2 separate regions of the Oryctolagus cuniculus genome follow, and region 2 is linked to region 1. The links are chromatin contacts, called in public Micro-C maps. All regions are on one chromosome and are shown on one strand. The core of a region is the stretch at or near the end of the contact, and the rest is flanking DNA. Distances in the headings are between cores, read along the strand shown. Region 1 holds the start of FADS3 (fatty acid desaturase 3). Region 2 holds the start of FEN1 (flap structure-specific endonuclease 1).

Evidence for each region. Hi-C and Micro-C count contacts between places; a contact is called where the count stands out from the background.
Region 2: a contact with region 1 is called in a Micro-C map of ear pinna, with 2.9 times the contacts expected there. The contact joins the promoter of FEN1 here to the promoter of FADS3 in region 1. A contact is called at or near these places in 2 of 6 Hi-C or Micro-C datasets (ear pinna and an unstated tissue).

What each region holds. Positions count from the first base shown.
Region 1 is chr1:10,274,281-10,279,754 of mOryCun1.1, forward strand. It overlaps FADS3 (fatty acid desaturase 3), which reads left to right and starts at 3,274. Exons shown (of 12, transcript XM_070069679.1): 1 at 3,274-3,721. The coding sequence starts at 3,497.
Region 2 is chr1:10,439,696-10,445,417 of mOryCun1.1, forward strand. It overlaps FEN1 (flap structure-specific endonuclease 1), which reads right to left and starts at 2,928. Exons shown (of 2, transcript XM_008274406.4): 1 at 2,739-2,928; 2 at 1-625. The coding sequence starts at 604. It overlaps TMEM258 (transmembrane protein 258), which reads left to right and starts at 3,077. Exons shown (of 4, transcript XM_002721019.5): 1 at 3,077-3,213. The coding sequence starts at 3,211.

The DNA.
Region 1 (5,474 bases), core at 2,024-4,523:
TTTGAGCTGTCTCTCTCTGCTGACGAGTGATACTGAGCACCCGTCTGCGGTTGCACGTGTGGTGGCCGGCTGTGTGCAGCTCCATTTTTCTCAGCGGTGTTCCAAGAGCTCAGTCCTGCCACCATGGTGGTCCCTTCAAGGAGCCCCTCTGATGGCCAGCAGGGCTGCAGTCCCTGCCCTGAATGCCCCCCACCCCCACCCCGTGGCTCCACAGGCCCTCCCTCCTTGGGAGGACTGTGTTCAGGGCCCAATAACCAAGTTCACGGTGCAGCGAGCTTTGGCTCGAAGCCAAGCCCTAAAGCTCTGACCTGAGTCCACTTTGTGCATCTGCTGTGGAGCCAGCGTCCCGGCTTCAGGATGGCTCTTCCTGGCTTCAGCCTGGAGTGCTTCCTTTCAGGCGTCCCCGCCAGGCGGCTGCCCAGCCTCTCCCGCTTGCCCAGGCCTTGCTGGCACTGTGCACACAGCTCTTGGCCCCAGGATGTAGCTGGTGGCTCTGTAGCGGGTGGGGATTTCACACGTCCAACAAAGAGGCCTGGGTGGCAGCTCACGGCAGGGAGAAGACCAGCAGGGCTTGGGGCGGGGGCTACATTTGGAGACTTCCCTTGAATCTCAAGGTTGCCTGCTCCGCCTGGCCAGTCCCCCGCCCCCCACCCCCACCCCGCCAACACACACACACCCCTACAAACCCTGGCAGTTCAGGAATGTCGAGTGATGCCTCTCCCCTTCCAAGCAGGCTTGAGACGCTGTGGCTGCCCTGACTTGGGGGTTTAGAGACAATGGAGTCCCCAGCTCCCCCCACCCCACCCTGACTCTCTGAAAGTTGAAAGGTCCACTGGGGTGAAGCCTCTGGGAGGTCACAGGCGAGCTGTTTGTCTGCACAGGAGACATAGTAAAGGCATTATGGGAACAAACTCCCGGTGGCAGGAGGGCCCACCCATCTGTCTGCTGTGCTGGGCTCAAGTGGCTGGAGGGGACAGCTTGGCCTGAGCCCTGTCTTCCTTTAACCTCCTGGGAGACCCTGTCTGGGCCTTCGTCTTCTCCATCTCTCCTGGCGTGGTGGGAGCACCTAACACACCCCATTCTCAGCCGCCTCACACCCTGGCTGGACCTAGGCCAGGACCCCAGGGAAGGAGTCCCTGGATGGCCCCAGCGCTGGCCACATCTGACCACTGAGGACTGCTGAAGGTGCAGTGGGGGCCATGTCCCCTGTGGGTGGGCTGGATTCTGGTTTGGGGAGGGGGCCTTTCCTACAAGAATCTGCCACCTTCATCCACACGCTCAGTGCAACCCTGTGGGGTCAGGGGCACTGCGTCACCTCCAGTCCCGGCCACCTCCCCGACACGCAGTCCCACGTGGGGCTGCAGTTTTGGTGGGAGCCACTGTGGAGAGGGCTCAGGCAGCCTTGGTCCATTGGCATCACAGGCCTACCCGCCATCCTGACTACCCAGGGGAGGTGCACCTGGTACCCAGGAGGAAGAACCAGAGGCCTGCTCTGCCCTTCTGCAGTGCCTGGTTCATCTGTGGCACAAATACAATCGGCCATGTAGTCAACTCACTCCAGGTGGAAACTGCGCCACCCCCAAAAAATTCTAGAAATTTCCAAAATGCAAAACTTGGATTTGCCGCCCACTGGGCACTGCGCCGGTTCCACGGAATGTAGGATGCAGAGGCACCTGCAGTAGCAGCCTCCACGGGCTCATGGTCTTGATTCCAGCACTCGCTGTTGGAACACTGTACGCCCTGCCTCTCACCATGTACATGTGGTCAGGCCTGTGACGCTTGGGTCTGTACTGAACGGGTATACGGATTTTTTTCTCATCCTTAGTCCCAGATAATACAGCACAACAACCATTTCTATAGCATTTGAGCTGCCCCGGGGAGGCAGGTATTCTAGACCTGACAAAGCGTGTGGAAAGATGTGCACAGGTTATGTGCAGATTGAGCACTTGAGGATTTTGGCCTTTAAAGAGAATTTTCTGGCCAGCGCCGCGGCTCACTAGGCTAATCCTCCACCTTGCGGCGCCGGCACACCGGGTTCTAGTCCCGGTCGGGGCGCCGGATTCTGTCCCGGTTGCCCCTCTTCCAGGCCAGCTCTCTGCTGTGGCCAGGGAGTGCAGTGGAGGATGGCCCAGGTGCTTGGGCCCTGCACCCCATGGGAGACCAGGAAAAGCACCTGGCTCCTGGCTCCTGCCATCGGATCAGCGCGGTGCGCCGGCCGCAGCGCGCCGGCCGCGGCGGCCATTGGAGGGTGAACCAACGGCAAAGGAAGGCCTTTCTCTCTGTCTCTCTCTCACTGTCCACTCTGCCTGTCAAAAAATAAAAAATAAAAAAAAAATAAAGAGAATTTTCTGGAACCAGTCCCCCAAGGAACCTAAAGGACAATTGCATTAACTGGTGATTTTCAACAAATTGTTAAGACCACGACAAAATGTTAGCATATCAGAGAAATACATTCAGGGTTCTCCAAGTGTGTTCCCCAAACGGAGACATCAGTTTCACCTAGGAACTTGTTAGAAATACTTTTCTGCCCCCAAACCAGATCTGAATCACATTCTGGATTTTAGCCAGGTGCAGAACCTTAGCCTGGTCTTACTCATTCCTGCTGACGAACTGTTAACTCTGGGGACCCGGCGTCTTTAACCCAAACACGTTCCTAAGGACTTGAATGCATACATTAAAAAAAAAAAAAAAGTGTCGCGGTCAGGTAAGCAGGGTGGGGAGGAAAGAAGCCGGCCACCCCGCGCGGCACCCTTCCCCCATAGGAGCCACCCCTGGGCATCCCCGGCCCTGCAGGCGGACGCGAGGCTGCCTCCAGCAGAGGGCTCCGCGTGAGCCGCAGCGTTGGAGGAGCGGCCTCGCCACGGAGACCGGGGTTGGGGGTGGCCGTTTGCAGTCACCCCCGAGGTAGCGTCCCCATCTGTGGGCGCTCGGGCTTCAACGTTCCAGGACGCACGGCTGAAGGCCCCTACGCCCCGCACCCATCATCGCCCCCCCCACGCCCAGCCCCGGGCGCTGACCCCCGAGGGCGCGGCGGGACGCACACCGGGTGTGCACTGGGTCCCCATCCCCCCCTCGGCCAAGCCGGGAGCCGCGAGCCGCGGGAGCTGGGGGCGGGACAGTGTCCTGGGGGCAGGGCCGGGCGTGGTGGCCGCGGCCCTCCCGGGTGGGGCGAGTCCGCCTCGACACCGCCCTCCCCGGCGGGCCAATGGAGGCCGAGGCGCCGCGCTGGGATTGGAGCGGCGCGGGGCAGCCGGCCGGGGGCCGGAGCGAGGGGAGGGCGAGGCGGGCGCTGTCAGCGCGGTTATAAGGGAGGGAAAAGTTCCCTGCGCGGAGAGCCGGGCAGGCGCACGCTCGTACGGCGGCCGCAGCGGCAGGGCGGGGCCGGGCGGCGCGGGCGGCGGCGCAGGAAGCCCCCGGGAACGCCACCTCGCTTCCCTCGGGGTCTCGCTCGCACCTCGGCAGCGGCCCGGGGTCTCCGGGACTTTTGCTTGCAACCATGGGAGGCGTCGGGGAGCCCGGCGGGGAGCCGGGGCCGCGGGCGGGGCCCGCGCAACCGGGGGCGCCGCTGCCCACCCTCCGCTGGGAGCAGATCCGCCCGCACGACCTGCCGGGCGACAAGTGGCTGGTCATCGAGCGCCGCGTCTACGACATCAGCCGCTGGGCGCAGCGGCACCCAGGGGGCAGCCGCCTCATCGGCCACCACGGCGCCGAGGACGCCACGGTGAGAAACCGGGCTCCCCGGGGTGGAGCCGGGCGCCTGCAGGGGCCTGGGTCGTGGGCACCGTGCCGATCTACCTGCTGGGGTGGGGGGAAGGGGGGCGTAGCATCCTCCCCTCGCTGACCTTTGGCCTCCACAGCCAGGAACCAGAATTGCGTTGGGTTGGGCGGGCCAGGGGCCTGACGCGGGGTGGGGAGGCTACTTCCCCACTTGGAGAGGGTCCGTGGTGGGGGGGCAGGGAGGCAGGGGCCCTCAGAGGTGGGTGTGCCACGACTAACAGGCTCCCATCTCGGTTCTGGGTTCCCCCAGGCCCCGCTGCCGGAGCTGGGCGCTAGGGCCCGGCAGGGTCCCCATGGCTGGCAGGGATGTGCCCTCGGAGCTGGGAGCTGGGCAGGGCCCCGAGGTCTGTGGCTTTCCCGGGAGCCTGTAAGCTGCTGTGAGGGGCAGTGACTCACCTCTCCTGGGCTGGCAGCTGCACGTGGGAGGGCTCCCCAGCCACCATGGGTGGGCTCCCCGGGGAAGCAGTCACGGAGGAAGAGGCCGGCCCCTGGGGACCCCCGTTTCCTTTCCCTGGTCCATATCCAGACAAGGAGGGCCCGAGGCCTGGCCCCGTGGGAGCGTCTGGCAGGAGCCCAGACCAGTCCCTCGGGAGGAGACTTATCAGCCCCTGCCCTCGGCCCCCCACCTGTAGAACGGGGGTTGGGACCGCCGTGCTCCGTCCTTGACCCTCTGGGATGCCAGGCTGGCGGCACTGGGTAACGGGATGAATCACTAATGGTGGAGCTTCAGGCGGCAGGAGTCTGTGCCGTCCCCGGGCTGCCCGGCCATCCCTGCTGCTGTTGCCTTCTCCCGTGGGCTGGGCCACAGTGTTCCCTGGACTCTCTGGGGAGAAAAGTCTGTGTCCCCACTTCCATGCCAGGAAGCTGAGGGATTAGAGTGAGAAACCTGAAACTCTGAGAGCTGGGGCACAGGGCCCCTGGGCACCCAGGGGCCGGGTTGGTGGCCCTGGGGGACAGCCTGGCTGTGGGTTGAAGCAGCCGGCGGGCCAGCAGGGGGGTGGGCATGGGCAAGCCTGCATTTGCCAGCAGGTGCGAGTGTGGCTGCCTGTGTGTGCGTTTCGGACACACGGCGGCTGTGGGTGCTGCAGCCCCTCCCTCTGAGCCCTGGCTGCCCGGCCGGGGTCTTGGAGATGCTGGCTTTGGCTGTTGTTAGCCAGGAGGGCAGAGTGGGAGCAGATGAGGGCGAGGACTCCAGAGAGCGTTTGTTGGTTGCCTTTTCCTGCTCAGGGCCAGGCTTGGGCCCGGGGCCGCCAGTGTGGGACTCCTGACACACTTAGTGCCAGACCTCCATCTCATAGTTTTCTCATTGATTTGCGCGGCTCATAAGGTCTGTTTAAAAAAAAATCTGTTCCCTGGGGTTGGTGCTGGCTCTGCCATTGGAGGCTTGGAGTGACCTTGAACTGGGTGTGTCGCTCCTCTGAGCCTCAGTTCCCTCCCTCCGGCCAGTGGGACCAGGACTGTGCCTTCTCAGCTCCAGGGCCCCAGGGCTCTCACGCAGTGGGTTGTTGTGTTCGGTAAACGTCGATGATCGCACCGTGAGACAGCCTCTGGCACAGCTACCCCGCTCTCTCGGGCGACCCCGTCAGGCTCTGACCCTCTCTGTCATAGGAAGGGGTTGCTTCAGGCGGACTCTTAGCTCCCTCACCAGGCTGCAGTTGCCAAAAATACCTGGTCTGTTCAGGCCGCAGGGGCTGTGA
Region 2 (5,722 bases), core at 1,678-4,177, 170 kb after region 1:
GCTTCTTGGCCTCACTGGCAGTCAGGTGCCGCATCAGCACAGGGCTGCCGAAGGTGAGGCAGTCCATGTCCTCTGTGGCCGCAGCATAGACTTTGCCAGCCTTCACCAGGGCTGCACAGCTGGCCTCTGCCTCACTGGGCGCGTCGAGGTATGGGATGCCCATGAGGCTCAGCAGATGTTTGCACTCGTCATTGTGCTGTTTGGTGACCTTCACCAGCCGCTTGGTGAACTTTTCCACCTCCTCCTCAGCTCCGGCAGCCTGAGCCTGCTGCAGCTGCTTCTCCGCCTCTGCCCGCCGCTCACTGCGTTTGGCCAGCTCCCCTGACTTGAGCTGTGGGGGCTTGCCGTCAAAGACATACACAGGCTTAATGCCATTCTCCATCATGCGGATGGTGCGGTAGAACATGCCCATCAGGTGGCTGGTGGTCTCACCCTCCTCGTTCTGCAGCACTTCCCCACCCTGGCGGACCGCGATCAGGAACTGATAAATGCTCATGGAGGCGTCAATGGCCACCTTGCGGCCAAAGTAGCTCTTGATGTCATTCTCCCGGATGGCACTGGGGGCCACATCGGCAATCAGTTTGGCCAGGCCTTGAATTCCCATGGCAATTTGGAGGAGGGATGGCTAAAAAAAAAAAAAGGCAAGTAAGAGGCAGAGAAACTTCAAGGTTGCAAAGAAGAAGAGGGTTATAACTGGTGCCTCACACCAACTGCATGTCCCAGCTACTCCAATGCAGCACTGCAAAGGCTGAGAAGATGACCAAAACAATGGCCGTCGTTCTCAAGAAAATTACAGTCTATCAAAAGAGGAGAAATAAAGACACTGCCACGTTCATGAGAGGACCCTGTGGCAAGGACAGCACTATCACCTCTCATTCAAGACCGAAACCCATGTATCAAGAACTGGAGAAGACGAGAAGATGGCGGACGCAGCTTGAGGAGTTTAGGGAGCAAGCTGGAAGAACTGAGCCCTAAAGGACAGGCAAATAGCAGCTAAGAAACAGGGCTTCAAAAATTTTGTGGAGGGGCCAGCACTGTGGTGCAGCAGGTGAAGCCACCACCTGCAGTGCTGGCATCCCATTTGGGCACCAGTTCGACTCCTGGCTGCTCCAATCCAGCTCTCTGCTAAGACCTGGGAAAGCAGCAGAAGATGGCCCAAAACTTGGGCCTCTGCACCCACATAGGAGACCTGGAAGAAGCTCCTGGCTCCTGGCTTTGGATCAGCCCAGCTCCAACCGTTGTGGCCATCTGGGGAGTGAACCTGCGGATATAAGACCTTTCCCTCTCTCTCTACAACTCACTGTAACTGTCTCAAATAAATAAAATCTTTTAAAAAATTGTGGGAAATCTACACATATATGTATTATACATGTAGTTTTTACTTAGTTATCTGAGAGGCAGAGAGACATAGAGCGCCCACCTGCCGGCTCACTACCCAAATGCCTGCAACAGCCAGGGGCTGGGTCAGCGGAAGAGGAAGTCAAGAACCCAACCAACTTGAACCTGCTCATCACAGGGTCTACACTGGCGGGCAGTTGCAAATAGGAGCCAGTGCTTCATCATCCGTGACCCAGGTCCCTTAGCAAATCTTTCCCAAACTGCCATCACCATTTTTGCCACCTCCAGTTAAAATCTGAACTTGCATTCACCTAACAGATCTTTAAATGCACACAATTATGTGCAATTTAAAGTCATCCTGTACGCACTGGTAGCAGGTGTTCCTCATTAAGAAATCCTCTACAGGGCCTGGCACTGTAGTGCAGCCGGTAAAGCCGCCGCCTGTAGTGCGGCATCCCATATGGGCGCTGGTTCTACTCCCGGCTGCTCCACTTCCGATCCAGCTCTCTGCTATTGCCCGGGAAAGCAGTAGAAGATGACCCAAGTGCTTGGGCCCCCGCACCCGCGTGGGGCACCCAGAAGAAGCTGCTGGCTCCTGACTTCAGATCGGCGCAGCTCTGGCCATTGCGGCCATCGGGGAGTGAACCAGCGGATGGAATCTCTCTCTCTGCCTCTCTGTAACTGTGCTCTTCAAATAAATAAATAAATACTCTACAACCAACCTCCTCAGTCTGGGAACCCAATCGAAAGGCTGTGCTCGGGGCTGCCTTTTCGGTGCCCTCTTCCCGCCAACCTCTCACCCTTCCTTCACGGTCCATCTCCTTCTAGCTCCCCTGTGAATGCCCGTGGCCAAGCCCTGGCCTTGAGTCCGGGCGCCCGCGTGCACCATCGGCGTCACAGCGCACTTCGCTCTGGGCTTCTCCACTCTGTGACAACCGAGCCTGTCTTGCGGATTCCCGCTGCGTTAACCGGCGATCTTCCGCCATGACCCAGGTGCCCGAGACGGAACCCACCCGGTCCTCGGGTTCGGGTCCCCAAGCGGGCAGCACTGTTAGCCCGTGTGCCCAGAGCAGAGCACGTCGCTCTGCGAGCCGCGGGCGCTCTCGGCGGCATTCAATACAGCAGCCAAGGGGCCTCAGCAAGCGAGGCTGCGAACAGGCTTTGCGTCCAAAGCCTTAGTTTAAAAAATAACAATAATAATAAAAAATAATACCCCACGACCTCATAACGTGGTAGTTATGGGCCTCCTTCTACAAGCAAAGGAGGGGCTCGGAGGTTATGCAAAAGATCCCAAATCCCACAACGGGAAAGTGGCGGGACGGCCTGAGAACCCGCGAGCGACAGGGCACCCGGCGCAAAGCGGCCCCCGTCGCTCTCAGGAGCGTCCCATGGAGTCTCACCTGGCCTTTGCGGCGCGAGGCCTGGGCAGGTAGCGCTTCGCCAGGTGTTGCCCAGCACAGTCCTAAGCTCCGCTCCCCTCAGCTCTTGTCGCGGGCAGACCCTCACTCCGCCGCCTTCCAAAGCCCGCGCTCCCGTCACGTGACCGGCCCGCGGCGCACAGCTTCCTGGGGAGCGTAGTGCACGCTCTGGCTCTCTCGAACACCTTGCTCCCAAGGCAAACAGTTTCGCTAGGGAGAAAGGACTCGCTCAGCTAAGCCTTCCCTATTCTTGCGTTGCTCACTCTGCTCCAGGAGTAGGGTACTACATCAGGCCCCACAGATCCCAGCTCCGAGCACACCTGAAACTAAAAGACTACAAGTCCCACAATGCCATTCGCACGAGAGCACTTCCTCTTCCGGACGAACAAGGCGCCTGCTCCTGCCGACGTGTTCTTCCGGTGGCGGAGTGGCGACTTAGGCTGTGCCCGGCAAAATGGTGAGAGGGATGAGGGGAGTTCTGAGCAGGGCGGAGAGCACGGCTCGGGGTCTGATTCACACCGCGTACTTTCGCGGAGGTCTCAAGTCCAAGATTCAGATGTTGGAGCGCTCCTGGGGCCCCGGTTTGAGCTGAGGGGCGAGGAAGGACTTGCCATGGACTCCGTAGGCTGAGATGTAGCCCCGCTGGGCTTCAGCTCCTGCTGTTTATAAAGGGTGAGGGGTGTGAGGTGCACTTTGAGTACCCTGGAACTTGTGTGTGTGTTCCCTGTGATCTCTAGAAAGTTCTTCCCCCGCCTTGTACTCATCCCACAAGGCCCTGGCCAGTGTCTGGACTCTCACGGGCACTTGGTCCCCTTCTCTTGGGAGCGCCCCCAGCCTCTGCACAGACCTCTTGCCACGTTTCTTGGCCGCCTTTGTTTTCTGCCACGCCTCCTAGTGACCACCATCTGACGCGCCTCTAGCTCTGGGTGATGTCTATTAGCCTTTGTATTCCCGGTGCCCAACACAGGGCCCGTAATTGGAGGCTGGATAAATAGCCGCGATTGTCTTCATCGTTCTTAGGGGGGTGAGGGGGACATAATTGTTTACTGAATTCAATTCCAGTATCTCTTGGAACAATGGGGTCAGTTTACTTCTCCCGAGTTGTTATGTTCTGGATTTTAGAAGCGTTGGCTTAGTGGGTGACAATGGAAGTGAACATTTGTACAAAACTTGACGTGTGTAGCCTCTTTCACAGGCATTATCTCATCATCTTCCTTGCAACCTTAGGAAGGAAACAAACACCTATTGAACAGCTACTGTATGTGGGGCACTAAACTAGATGGTGGACATGCATCAGCTTTCTTAAATCATACAGCAACTCTGTGTCAGATAGATATTATTTTTTTAAAAGATTTTATTTATTTGAGACACAGAGTTGCAGACAGAGGGAGAGACAGAAAGATCTTCCATCCACTGGTTCACTCCCCAAATGGCCACAACTTTCAGAACTGGGCCAAACCAAAGCCAGGACCCAGGAGCTTCTTCCTGGTTTCCCACGTGGGTGCAAGGGCCCAAGTACTTGGGCCATCTTCTACCACTTTCTCAGGCCATAGCAGAGAGCTGGATCGGAAGAGGAGCAGCCGGGACACGAACAGGTGTCCAAATGGGATGCCAGTGCTGCAGGCAGACACTTAGCCCACTCACTGTGCTACAGTGCGGGCCCCAAATAGATGTTATTGTAACCACTTCACCAAGACTCAGATTACTTGTTGGAGCCAGAATTCTAACTGTTTTCTTTTGCTTATGGGTCCTGAGAATCCATAAACGTGTAGTGGGAGGAATTCTCCATTAGAAATTGAGATTAGGTACCAGTCCAGGTCCGTGCCTTGTAGCAGGGATCCCCAGCTTGGTGTCTGTAGGCATACATCCACAAAGCTCTGAAGTTTGTAAGAAAACTTTTTCTCTATGTGATTTTTCTCCCAGACAGGAAGTATATCTTTCACTACGTTTCATAGTGGCCATTGGTGTCGGAAAATGCTAAGGATGTTTGAGCTGCAGCCTGTTACCTTCTGTGTCTCAGCCTCTAAGCTACCCTTCTTGTCCCATATTGAAAAGTGCCACTTTGGTGTTTTGGTTTTTAATGCTTATTTTAAAGGCGGAGTGACAGAGAGGGTCAGAGAGAGAGAGAGAGCTTCCATCTGCAGGCTCATTCTCCAAGTAGCCATGATGGCCGGGGCTGGGCCAGGCCAAAGCCAGAAGCCCAGAACTTCATCTTGGTCAACCATGTGAGTGGCAGGGGCCCAAGTACTTGGGTCATCTTTTGCTGCTTTCCCAGACCCATTAGCAGAGAGCTGGATCAGAAGTAGAGCAGCTGGGTTGTGGCGTTTGTGGGTACAGCTTTTGCCTGCAAACCCAGCATCCCACATGGGCCCTGGTTTTTATCCCGGCTGCTCTGCTTCCAATCCAGCTCTTTGCTAATGGCCTGGGAAAGGCAGCGGAAGATGACCCAAGTGCTTGGACCCCTGCCACCCATGTAGGAGACCTGCCTGGCTTTGGCCTGGCTCAACTCTGGGCATTGCAGCCACTTGGAAAGTAAACCAGTGGGTGAAAACCTTTGTCTGCCTCTCCCTCTGCAACTCTTTCAAATAAATTAATTAATTTTTAAAAAGGAAGAAGAAGTGGAGCAGCCAGGACTCAAACCGGCACTCTGATGTGGAATACTGGTGTCTCAGGTAGCAGCTTAACCTACTGTGCTACATTGCCACCCTACCACTTCAGTTTTAAGATATATAGTCCACTCTCTCTGTAAGTTCCACATCCAGGTTTCAGCCAACCATGGATCAGAAACATTCAAAAGAAAAAATTGCATTTGTACTGAACACATAGTTTTTTATATCATAGTCCCTAAATGATGCAGTATAACAACTATTTACATAGCATTTATATTGAATTAGGTATCATAAGTAATCTAGTGACGACTTAAAGTGTACAGGAGGATGCGCATTGGTTATGTGCAGATACTGTGC